Regions from separate parts of the Danio rerio genome. Here region 1 is linked to region 2. A link is a contact called in public HiCAR-type data. All regions are on one chromosome and are shown on one strand. The core of a region is the stretch at or near the end of the contact, and the rest is flanking DNA. Distances in the headings are between cores, read along the strand shown. Region 1 overlaps unm_sa1614 (un-named sa1614). Region 2 holds the start of fer1l4 (fer-1 like family member 4).

Region 1 (5,372 bases), core at 2,274-4,773, 130 kb before region 2:
TCCTACAGTAAAACATCTCACCTTGTCAATATTGTCAAACTGTGAAAAGCTCTCTACACATAAATGCAAAAATGATGACACCCTGTGACAGTAAACAGTAAAACTGAATAGATTTTTTCTCATCTGTCGATCACTGTAAAACCTTACCAGCAATTCAGAAGTGCCTAGTTTATCCAGAGAAAGTGACTGAATCCGTGAATAATGTACACCCATCTCCCGATGGATCCCTGAGCACTCAATGCATGTCAGGATTCCCAGGTTTATAGAGATCCAACTCGGATCTGAAAGAAAAGAGTGTAAAGAAAATTCATGAACAGCTGCCAGACAGTCCGAAATTGAGAAAAATAAGCCTTATCAATATTACTCCTGTGTAGTTTTCATATTGTTAAGTAAAACTAAATGCACTGTAATTTTTTTTTTAGAAATGCACCCTTGTTAAAAAATTTAAAATTAAATAGAAATTTAAAAAATTGCTAAACTTTTACCATTTCCAAATATACAAATATAATATATAGAAATGTATGGTGTATATAGTGTATATAAATATACAGTTGAATTCAGAATTAATAGCCCCCTGAATTATTAGCCCCCTGTTTATTTTTCCCCAGTTTCTGTTTAACAGGGAGAAGATTTTTTCAACACATTAATAAACATAATAGTTTTTTATTTTATCTTTGCCATGATGAAAGTCAATAATATTTGACTAGATATTTTTCAAGACACTTCTATACAGCTTAATGTGACATTTAAGGGCTTAACTAGGTTAATTAAGTTAACTAGGCAGGTTAGGGTAATTAGCCAAGTTATTGTATAATGATAGTTTGTTCTGTAGATTATCGAAATAAAATAATTTTGTCTCTTAAATGGCGTTTTAAAAAATTAAAACTGCTTTTATTCTAGCCAAAATAAAACAAATAAGACTTTCTTCAGAAGAAAAAACATTATTAGATATACTGTAAAATTTTCCTTGCTCTGTTAAACATCATTTGGGAAATATTTAAAAAAGAAAAAAAAAATCAAACGGGGGATAATAATTCTGACTTCAACTGTATATAAAGTGTAATACTATGATATTTACAAATGGAACTAAAATAATAATGGTCGGTGTGTATTTTGCAGACAGAAGGTGCATCAGAGGAGAATCTGAAGTCTCCAGCCAAATTATCAGCACTTCTTAATGGAAACATGGCCATAAATCCTGCAGGCTGTTCTCTCATGTAGTAGGTTTTAATTTAATTAAGCCTGATTTATGGACAGGCATTTATAAAAAAAAAAACAGGATGAACAGAGGACAAGCTCAGGATGCTAGAATGGGCCATTTTCAAAGCAGCTGCTTAATTTTCATTTATAACCCTGTTTAACTCCAAATCCACAGCTTAAAATAAATATTAAGTTCGCTATCTTATAAACAATGTCTGCTAAAAACACCTTAATGTCTGATAGTTGACCTCACTTTTATTTGCAAATTTGCAAGAAATCATCTGTATGTAATGCAATATTTTGGACTATGGAAGCTGTAGTGTCTGATTGGTTTAATGACATTAATTGTGAAAGACACAAAACTTGACTTTTATATATTCAGATATTCCTATGCTTACACAAACAGTTATTAGCAAAGAGAGAAAGCGTAGGAGACTCGAGAGATGTCTTCGACAGAGAGTTTGAAGAGGTCAGTGGTGACGTACTAAGGTGATGTTTACAGTAAAATCTAGAGGGAATTTTTTTCACAGGGAATTTTTACAGTGCAGCCATCTGCTAGTGCCAAAGGAGGATTTGGTCCAGATAACACTTCAAACAAATTGCTACAATCGCAACCTAGAAGAAGCATGGTAACGTTTTCTTTAAAAGAAGACTTCATTCGCCATTTAAAAATTACCACTTTGGAGGACAACCCTGAAGAACCGCCCAAATGTTGATTTGCATGTTTAGAGATATACTACTAGCTATCCTGACATTGAATATAATCTGCAGTAAATATTTATGGAACTTATAACATCAAAGGTTTATCCATTGTCAAAAGTTTGAATAGTGTAAAAAAGGCTTGAACATACAAAGCAGGGTGCGTAATCAGACTTTGTATACTATAAGTAGGCCCACACGGAATCTGCGCTCACAGAATTCCGCAGCTTTCCACAGATTTTTAGTCCCTTGTTTTTTCTAATTATTTACTTTTGTAAATATGTGTAAATTTATATTTATTCAGTTTTTTTATTAATTTCCGTAATATTATTGACTAATACAAAACTATTCATATGATTGTTTACAATACAGTTTGTAAAGTAATATTTTCCGTCTTTTAGTAGATATATTATAGGAGAGACATGCTTTGTTTACCAGATAAAGTGGATATAATTGACTTTGCATTGTAAACATTAAATAAAAATAAAAAAGGTATTTTTTTTTTATTTCATATATTAAGTTTTTAGTTATGATACTCCCAAAATCCGCAGACTCTGTCTGGCCCTGACTATAAGTCTCAAGCCGTTTATTCTTAACAGAGAATAAAGTAAAGGATTTGTTTTGTTCTTGTATTTGTTTTATTCTCTTTTTTCACTGTATTTATTTTATTAATAAAAGTCTATTTTTATTAATTTTCTTCCTGGAGAGCACATTGGCTTCATACGTAGAACCCATCAAGATACCTGTAGTAAGGTATGAAGCAAATTATTCCTTGAAAAATATTACAAAAGATGGTCCTAAACAAAACACTTGCTAGGAAATATATTCAAGAGAGGATCCTGGTTTCTTTATTTAAATAGAGTATTTATTGAAGGCATCCAAATATTTAAAGCTTGCAAAAATAATATTATAGTGCAGTATGTGTATATAGATGATTTCTTGCAAATTTACAGGTACAAGGACAAAAATGTATCAAAAGCTAAAGAGATCGTCACCCAAAAATGGAAATTGTTGTTGTTCATTTGCTCACCGAAAAGACATAAGATATGGGTCTTTTGTATAGAGCGTTAAAGAGGAGTTTTAGCTCAATGGCTATTAGCACTTTGAGAGGGAAAAAAACAAATACATGCAAAACAAAATGAATACCTTTGGCTCCTGATGATACATTAAAGTCTTAGGAAGAAAAACGATCAGTTGATTCAATAAAAGTTGTAATAAATGTTTTGTTTCTTGCACAGATTTACAGTTTCATTTATATTTTATTTGAGCATATATGGACCACATTTTCATCTAAAAATTCCTTTTTTAAAAGCACCACTGTAGAAAAAGTATCATCTACATCTTTGATGGCCTGAGAGTGAATTCCAAACAGGTAATTTAATTTTTTGGGTGAGCTCAATAATATTTAATATTGAGATTTTACCTATGACGGTCACTGCATTTGCATATTATTCCAATATACTTAAAAAAAAAAAAAAAAAAAACACTACTCGTAGTGCATATGAAAAATATGTTACTTTAATGTATTTTGTCACCTGACGCGCCACAGTCACAGCAAACACTGTTTCCAGGCATGCGGCGGATATCCTCAGTAATGGCTCGTGTCAGATCCTCGACGCTGTTCTCTCCGCTGGGCCTCCGCTCATCCAGAGCCACATTTAAAGCCTCCTGCTTACTGTTCGTCAGCACCGATATCCAGCTGATATTTTTAGAAAGATGCAATAACAAAAAACAACCGTTAGATGGCGACAAGACACTTCAGATCTAAATAGCATCACCCTTCTCATGTGGCATCAAGAATAAAACTGACTAGTGTATTCAGCATTGAACTCCATTGTGTTATTAATGGGATAGTTTTTGTTTTTACTATAATTAGTTCGTTATTAAACATTATATACTGCATTATACTGCATCATTATTTAATGTTTTAAAAAACGTTTTCTAGTTATTTTTAAAATAATACACAAATAAATTAGGAAATTACCCATGGTAAATTTAATGCAATACAGTTTATCTTTGGCCCATAGCCCTCAACATCAACCCTCAAGAAAATGTTTGGCCACCCCTGACTTAAATGGATCAACGATTGTTTTTTAACGTCACCTCATCCTTTAGTTTCTCATCAAATTTTCTGACCAATCAAAGGCTTTCTAGTATCTGACATGTCCCGCCCATTTTAAGGCCTACTTATTTGCTTTTCATTGGATGCGCTTAATCTCAACCCCTCTCAATGGCAGAGCTATGATAAAACAAAATACCATTGGCTGTTTTTTAAAGGGGAGGAGCTACTCTTTGTGCCACCAGTTAAAATTACAACAAACATTAAACAAACACAGATTTCAAAAGCACTTCACAGGACATGAAACACAAATGAATGGAAATCTGCTGTTTCCACTTTAACAACATTAGAAGAAATTACAATAAAACTAAAAGTAATCCCTGTAGTAATCTACAATACTTTTCAGATGCAACTTGTGATCTTTTATTACTATTTTTTTAAAATGCAATTAAAACAATATACAGTTCTTTAAATTTAATATTTTAAATTGGCTATGTAAAGCCATTACATGTATTTTGTTACTGTTCCTCAGCCCTGTTTGTGACTAAACATGATCCAGATATGAGTGTTTATCAGCAATTAATGAGAAAACCCCATAGTTCGCAGCTTAGGGACTTTTATAAACAGTGGAGAGACTTTTAGCACATCTATTCAGTTAATAGCCTCATTTCTAAAAAGGTGTGATATAATGCAGAAATCAATAATCTTTGCTCCTCTTCAGTTGTGACATTTAGCTAAAGTCAGAAAGCTGGGTTGTGATCTGATATGAGATGCACTTCAATCATCATACGGACAGACGTACAGTATCAGAGGAAGAAATGCTGCATATTTCTCTTTCTCTCCAAGAAAGAGGCTCTGTTCCTCTGTCAGGATGGAAAGGTCAGATTGGAAGAGGTGTGTGTGCGTGCGTGCGTATGTGTGTGTGTGTGAACTGAAAATTATACAAGCTCTCTGCTATCTGCAAGGATCCACACATTCTCATCTGACAGTCACATGAGTGGAGTGAGACGCACACAGATCAGTGTTTGGCAGAGGAAGGCATTTCTCTTTCAAAAGCCTGCACAATCATGAGTACTATTAGAGTTTTGTGGCTTTTTGATCGGGCTGTTATCTTTGAGGTTATCTTTACAGAATAACACTTTATTATTATTATTTTTAGACATACTGTAGTCAATATTGGAAGTGGATCAACATGTTTTTCCAAATTGTCCTGAGGAATGTTTGTTGTTCAATAGTTTTCATTAACCTTTGATGAAAAGTTTTGATCCACTTCTAATCTTGACCACTGAGTATGTGTAGCAAGATAAGTGGAAATGATCTCCGTGTGAAATATTGTGGCTTTTTATTCTTTTTTTTTTCGTCTTCATCTATGTAAAGCTGCTTTAACACAATCTACATTAAGTGCTAACAATGT
Region 2 (5,261 bases), core at 1,511-4,010:
TAAATTTGTTTGAAAGTCATTTTAATGTGAGCTAAAATGACTTGTAGAGTTTTTTTGTAGCCATTCCGTAGTGATAATTACATACATTTGCAAACAGTCCGTGGTGAAATGAACTACAGTACAACACACTATAGTACAAGTTACCTCATTGAAGATGGCTATATTCTCACACTGAAGAATCTTGGTTTTGTGAGTAAAACCTGTAAACACAGTAAAACAACAACAACAACAAACATATTTAGCAGTTAATATGGCATTCAAGAAAGTGAATTCCTACATATATATTTCATATTGTTTCTTATATAACAAAACTAAAATTTATAGAAATTAAAAATGTTACTATACTATAAAATAAAAAGAAATGTATAATAATATTCAATTAAATTTGTAGTATATGTATAAATATAGTATATATATATATATATATATATATATATATATATATATATATATATATATATATATATATATATATATGTATGTATGTATGTATATATATATATATATATATATATATATATATATATATGTATGTATGTATGTATGTATGTATGTATGTATGTATGTATGTATATATATATATATATATATATATATATATATATATATGTATGTATGTATGTATGTATGTATGTATGTATGTATGTATGTATATATATATATGTATGTATGTATGTATGTATGTATATATATATATATATATATATATATATATATATATATATATATATATATATATATATATATATATATATATATATATATACTAAAAAATTTAAACAATGTATTTTTTTGTTTCTCTTCACTTTTCCTGTTTATTAAATGTTTATTTAATATGTCCCCCCAACATCTTATATTATTTTGTTGGATCATAGATCCAGATTTGGCTTTGGTACTGACTAATCTAATGTGTATGCACTAATATATTCATGTAAAGTATCCTATAGAAAATAAAAATAAATAAAGAGAGATCTGTGAGCGGTGTACTCCTTTATCCTGAGCACTGTATTGGTCACACTTTACAAAAAGTTCCCATTAGTTCTATTTACTAATGTAAACAATACTTGTACAGTATTTATTAATCATAGTTAAACATTTACTAATGCATTATTAAAATCCAATTTGCTAGTTAACATCAATGCACTGAGTTAACATGAACTAACAATGAATGACTTCCTTTATTAAATAATGTTAATAAAGATTAATTAAATATAGTAATTGCATCATTCATTCTTTAGTACATTCAGTAAGTAATATAACCCTATTGCAAAGTGGTACATATTCATATAAACATGAAACATAATTATTCTGACCAGTGTACTTTTCACAAATATAAATGAACATAGGATCATAATATTTTTTTATATATATTTGAAGTACTTAATGTAAGACAAAGAAAAGTGGCAAAATTTTAAAAAAATATAAATTAAAATTTACAATTATTGTCGCTGCACTGTGATCCTGGGATAGTCCACCCAAAAATCTAAATTCGGTCATCATTTACTTACCATTTTAAACCTTACCGAGTTTCTTTCTTCTAGAGCTGGAAACCTGTTACCGTTGGCTTCCATAGTATTTGCTTTTCCCACTATGGAAGTTAATGGCGGTTACAGGTTTTCAGCTTTTTCTTATATCGTATTTTGTGTTAAACAGAAGAAAAATCCACTTTAAGGTGAGCAAATTTACATTTTAGGGGAACTATCATTTTAAATGGAGTCTTTAACATATAATTAAACGATTTTTATCTAATTTAAATATAGGCTTTAAGACAATATTTATTAGTAAGTGAACTATTGTTACACTGAACATTTTAGTGAATGGCTAATAGTAAATTACCCACAGATTAAAAAGATAACCATAATTTGTTAGTTTTTGTTTGGATTCATGTAACCCATTTCTGACTTTGACCCACGGTTATTATTTATATATCACATGCTTATTACTTACCTCTAAAAGACAATTCCACTTTCCTGTCATATTTCCCGGGTAGATTGAATATCTTCTTTAACAGCACAGTGATGGACATGTTTGAGAGATGCGGTGTTTCTGTGTCTTGTAATCCTCCTGAGCAGGTGTTTTATCTTTGGATGAATCTGGTTCTCATTGTTAAAAGTTGCAAATACGATGCTCAGTGCTCACCTCTTACATGAAATAACTGACAGAACGACAAACCTCAACGTTAACCTGCTTTCAAATATCCAAACCACACGAGGCCTTCCAATACACTGTTAAAGCACACGATCCTTCATCTCGAGGAACTGTGCAGGAATCTCATCTGAAGGAAACTCCCCAGACGACATATTTACCTATGATAATTTAAAAGTTAGCAAATGAATTGTCAGTCAAGCAATGGCGTAATTTGAGAATATGGTGAACCGGCTCGCCTCAGATTAGCATTTTAAGGGTTAGTTCACCACAAAATGAAAATTCTGCCATCGTTCACTCGCTCTCATAACTTGTGAGCTCCAAACACAAATAATATTTACCACAAATATTGTGAATACACTCATTATACAAAAAGTTTAAAACAGAATCCGTATTTTTAAGTTATGGTTAAGGTCCGTAATGAAAGGGTTGGTTCTTTTTATTTAAAAAAAAAAAAGTCGACCTTTGGTTTTTGTTATTTGCTTCATTCTTTATTAAATTGAGGTTCAAATACTGCATTATTGTGACATTTTAAAAACTAATCTTGTCAGATATAACAACACTTTGATGCAACAAAAATATTTCCTGCAATTTTGTGAAAATGCTTACCATACTATTTTATCAAAGTGCTAATTTACAAATGTGCATTTAAACTAGTTTTATAAAAATTGCTATGATTAGAAATTCAAATTTAACACTTTGAACAAAAAAAATCTGAAATATTTTTAAAATACAAATTTATTATACGTTATTTAAAAAACTAAATAAAATTAGAAACCTGTTTATACTTAAAAAAAAAAAAAAAAAAAAAACTGTAACCTGAAGGCAAATTACTAACTGGTCAGGGCTGCGTTTCCCAAAAGCATCGTAAGCCTAAGAAGTTCGTAGAAATGATCGTACGACTGATCTTAATATTACGGTCTGTTTCCCAAAAGCATCGTAACTTAAGTAGCACTTGAAAATCTTAGTGGATCTACGAGTGCTCTGGAGTAATCGTAAAGCCTTAAGTGCATCGTAAGGAGACAGAGTTATGAGGGCACCTGCTGGACAACCGGCAAATTGCACCTACAATTTACTTCTCTTCAAAGTCATTATTCATTTTATTTGTACGTATATCTCTATTCATTTATATTTTCTACACATTACACAATTCAATATACAAATAATAATGAATAAAGAAAAAAATAAAAATTACATAATAAATGTTAGAATGAAAAAAAAATTACACTGTTGTATATGGACATTTCGAGGGTAGTAGGCTACATATGTTGTATTTAACAGAAAATATTTAATGTGATTTAAAGATGACACAAATAAAGGAGGAACTCAAAAAAATGTGTCAATGACTTGCTGGCGTGCCCCAAACCCAGCCATGTATTGAACATGTCTTGGCTGATCATCATGAATTGATAAATAATTCTACTTAATTAAGGTTTCATATAAATATCGAAAATGATGCTGATGTCATTTCCGGCAAGGACTGTTAGAATTAGTTTTATGCGAGATTGGAGCAAGACAGTGTTTTTACAGTACGACATTTCCAGTTAATTTATGTTTTTAAACTGGCTCAAAAATATTTTTTTTTATGTTATTCGAGTTGAATATACATTCACACAAGTAGAAGAAGAATTATATGGATTGCTATAACATGTGCAACAATAACGAGCCATTCTATAGCGTGACATTTCAGCACTTAACAAACGGATAGCGACTCCTAAGTTGCACTTAAAGCTGGGCTACGTGCAATTGTGTTAAGTGCATTTTTGGGAAACGCACGTGAAACAATAACGAACGTTCGCAAAATGACTCGTAGAAAACGCTCTTAAGTGCTAAGATCAATCGTTATCGGGAAACGCAGCCCAGCTCATTTCCTTCAGAATCTGTCCATTTGAACATAAAAAAAATAAATGCACCCCTGCTGCTAAATGAACCCCCTCATAGAGACTTTTTTTTAAATCAAGGGCATAATTGATTTAAATGTGAAAAGATTATTATTTTGATGGATAAAGGACAAAAAGTGAAATACATTTTAAAACGCTCTATAGATTAACCAATAAATGTAAAATATTAATAATGACTGTGTAGCTTAAATTTGGGCTTTTTGGTTGATTTTAAACAGACATGGAAGACATAAAATTGTTGTTGCCATTTTTTACTAAACCACACATTAAACAATTTACTTCATCTCATCTTCATTGTATTTAAAGTCATTCTATCTATTTATTTATCTTCAGTAAGGGAAGAGTTCCATTCATGATACTCACCTCAGTCCCCACTCTCATTAGATATATAGTTTTTTTTTTTCTTTTAAATCAATTTCTGTAAATAGATGCACATTTCAGAGAGGGTGCATTTTACGTCAGGGGTGCGCACCCCAGCACAACAGTCTGAAAGGCTTCTTCTATCGTTTTTTTTTTTCACTATATATGATGACGTACTGTCAAAAATGGGACAAATGAGTTCATATAGGTGCCAAATTCTGGACTTTGTCAGTGGGTGGTGGGTCTTTCGAACCACATGAACCCCCCTGGCTCTGGGCCTGTAGTTCTATTGTACGTCAAATTAAATTAATCTGTCATGCCAGGCAAGAATGAACTTCATTAGTTTTCGCGCATCAAACAAACTTACTGGAGCTTATGTGACAAAGACGCAAATATTGGTTACTCAATGTTTATATGTGAATACAAGTTTAAATAAAATCGGTTTGACATATAAAGTAATAGTGCCTCTTCTCAAGACTTGGATTAAACCACTTCAGATGGAATTCTTTCTTTCTTTAGGAGCATTTTAAGTTTTTTGGAGAAAACACAGAAGAACAGAATTTTAAATTTAACCAAACATTAATTTCTCAACCAAACACAAATTCAGTTCTTATAAGGGCAAGTAAATAATGACACAACAAGTTTCCTTTCTAGGTTGAACAAAAACTTTGACCACCTAAAGAGCCAGCGGGTATTGGGTACATTGATTTAACTAATTAATACAAGTGGGTATTGGATACACTGATTTAACCAATAACAAATAAAACTATTGTATGTGGGCAAATCACATGAAAAACCACACATTCAGTGTAAAAAAGCACACAAACAAGAATGTAATGTGTGTTAATAAGGCAA

What was found. HiCAR-type assays count read pairs that join an accessible place to other places.
Region 1: a HiCAR-type map of caudal fin shows a contact between it and region 2, with 11 times the contacts expected there. The contact joins the enhancer-like site here to the promoter of fer1l4 in region 2. A contact is called at or near these places in 7 of 18 Hi-C or Micro-C datasets (caudal fin, embryo, hematopoietic stem cells and 1 more) and 1 of 4 datasets of contacts at active chromatin or transcription factors (caudal fin).

The regions. Positions count from the first base shown.
Region 1 is chr11:28,605,217-28,610,588 of GRCz12tu, reverse strand. unm_sa1614 (un-named sa1614) reads right to left here. Exons shown (of 28, transcript XM_685280.10): 14 at 3,435-3,598; 15 at 148-281. Among named protein-coding and RNA genes, the nearest start is that of st3gal8, 47 kb to the left of the region's middle. Within about 2 kb of position 3,523, at least 20 of the 62 cell types and tissues checked have an H3K27ac peak or open chromatin away from gene starts, as enhancers often do.
Region 2 is chr11:28,472,033-28,477,293 of GRCz12tu, reverse strand. It overlaps fer1l4 (fer-1 like family member 4), which reads right to left and starts at 2,760. Exons shown (of 46, transcript XM_073916769.1): 1 at 1,948-2,760; 2 at 145-200. The coding sequence starts at 2,026. It overlaps cpne1 (copine I), which reads right to left. Exons shown (of 16, transcript NM_199699.2): 16 at 5,241-5,261.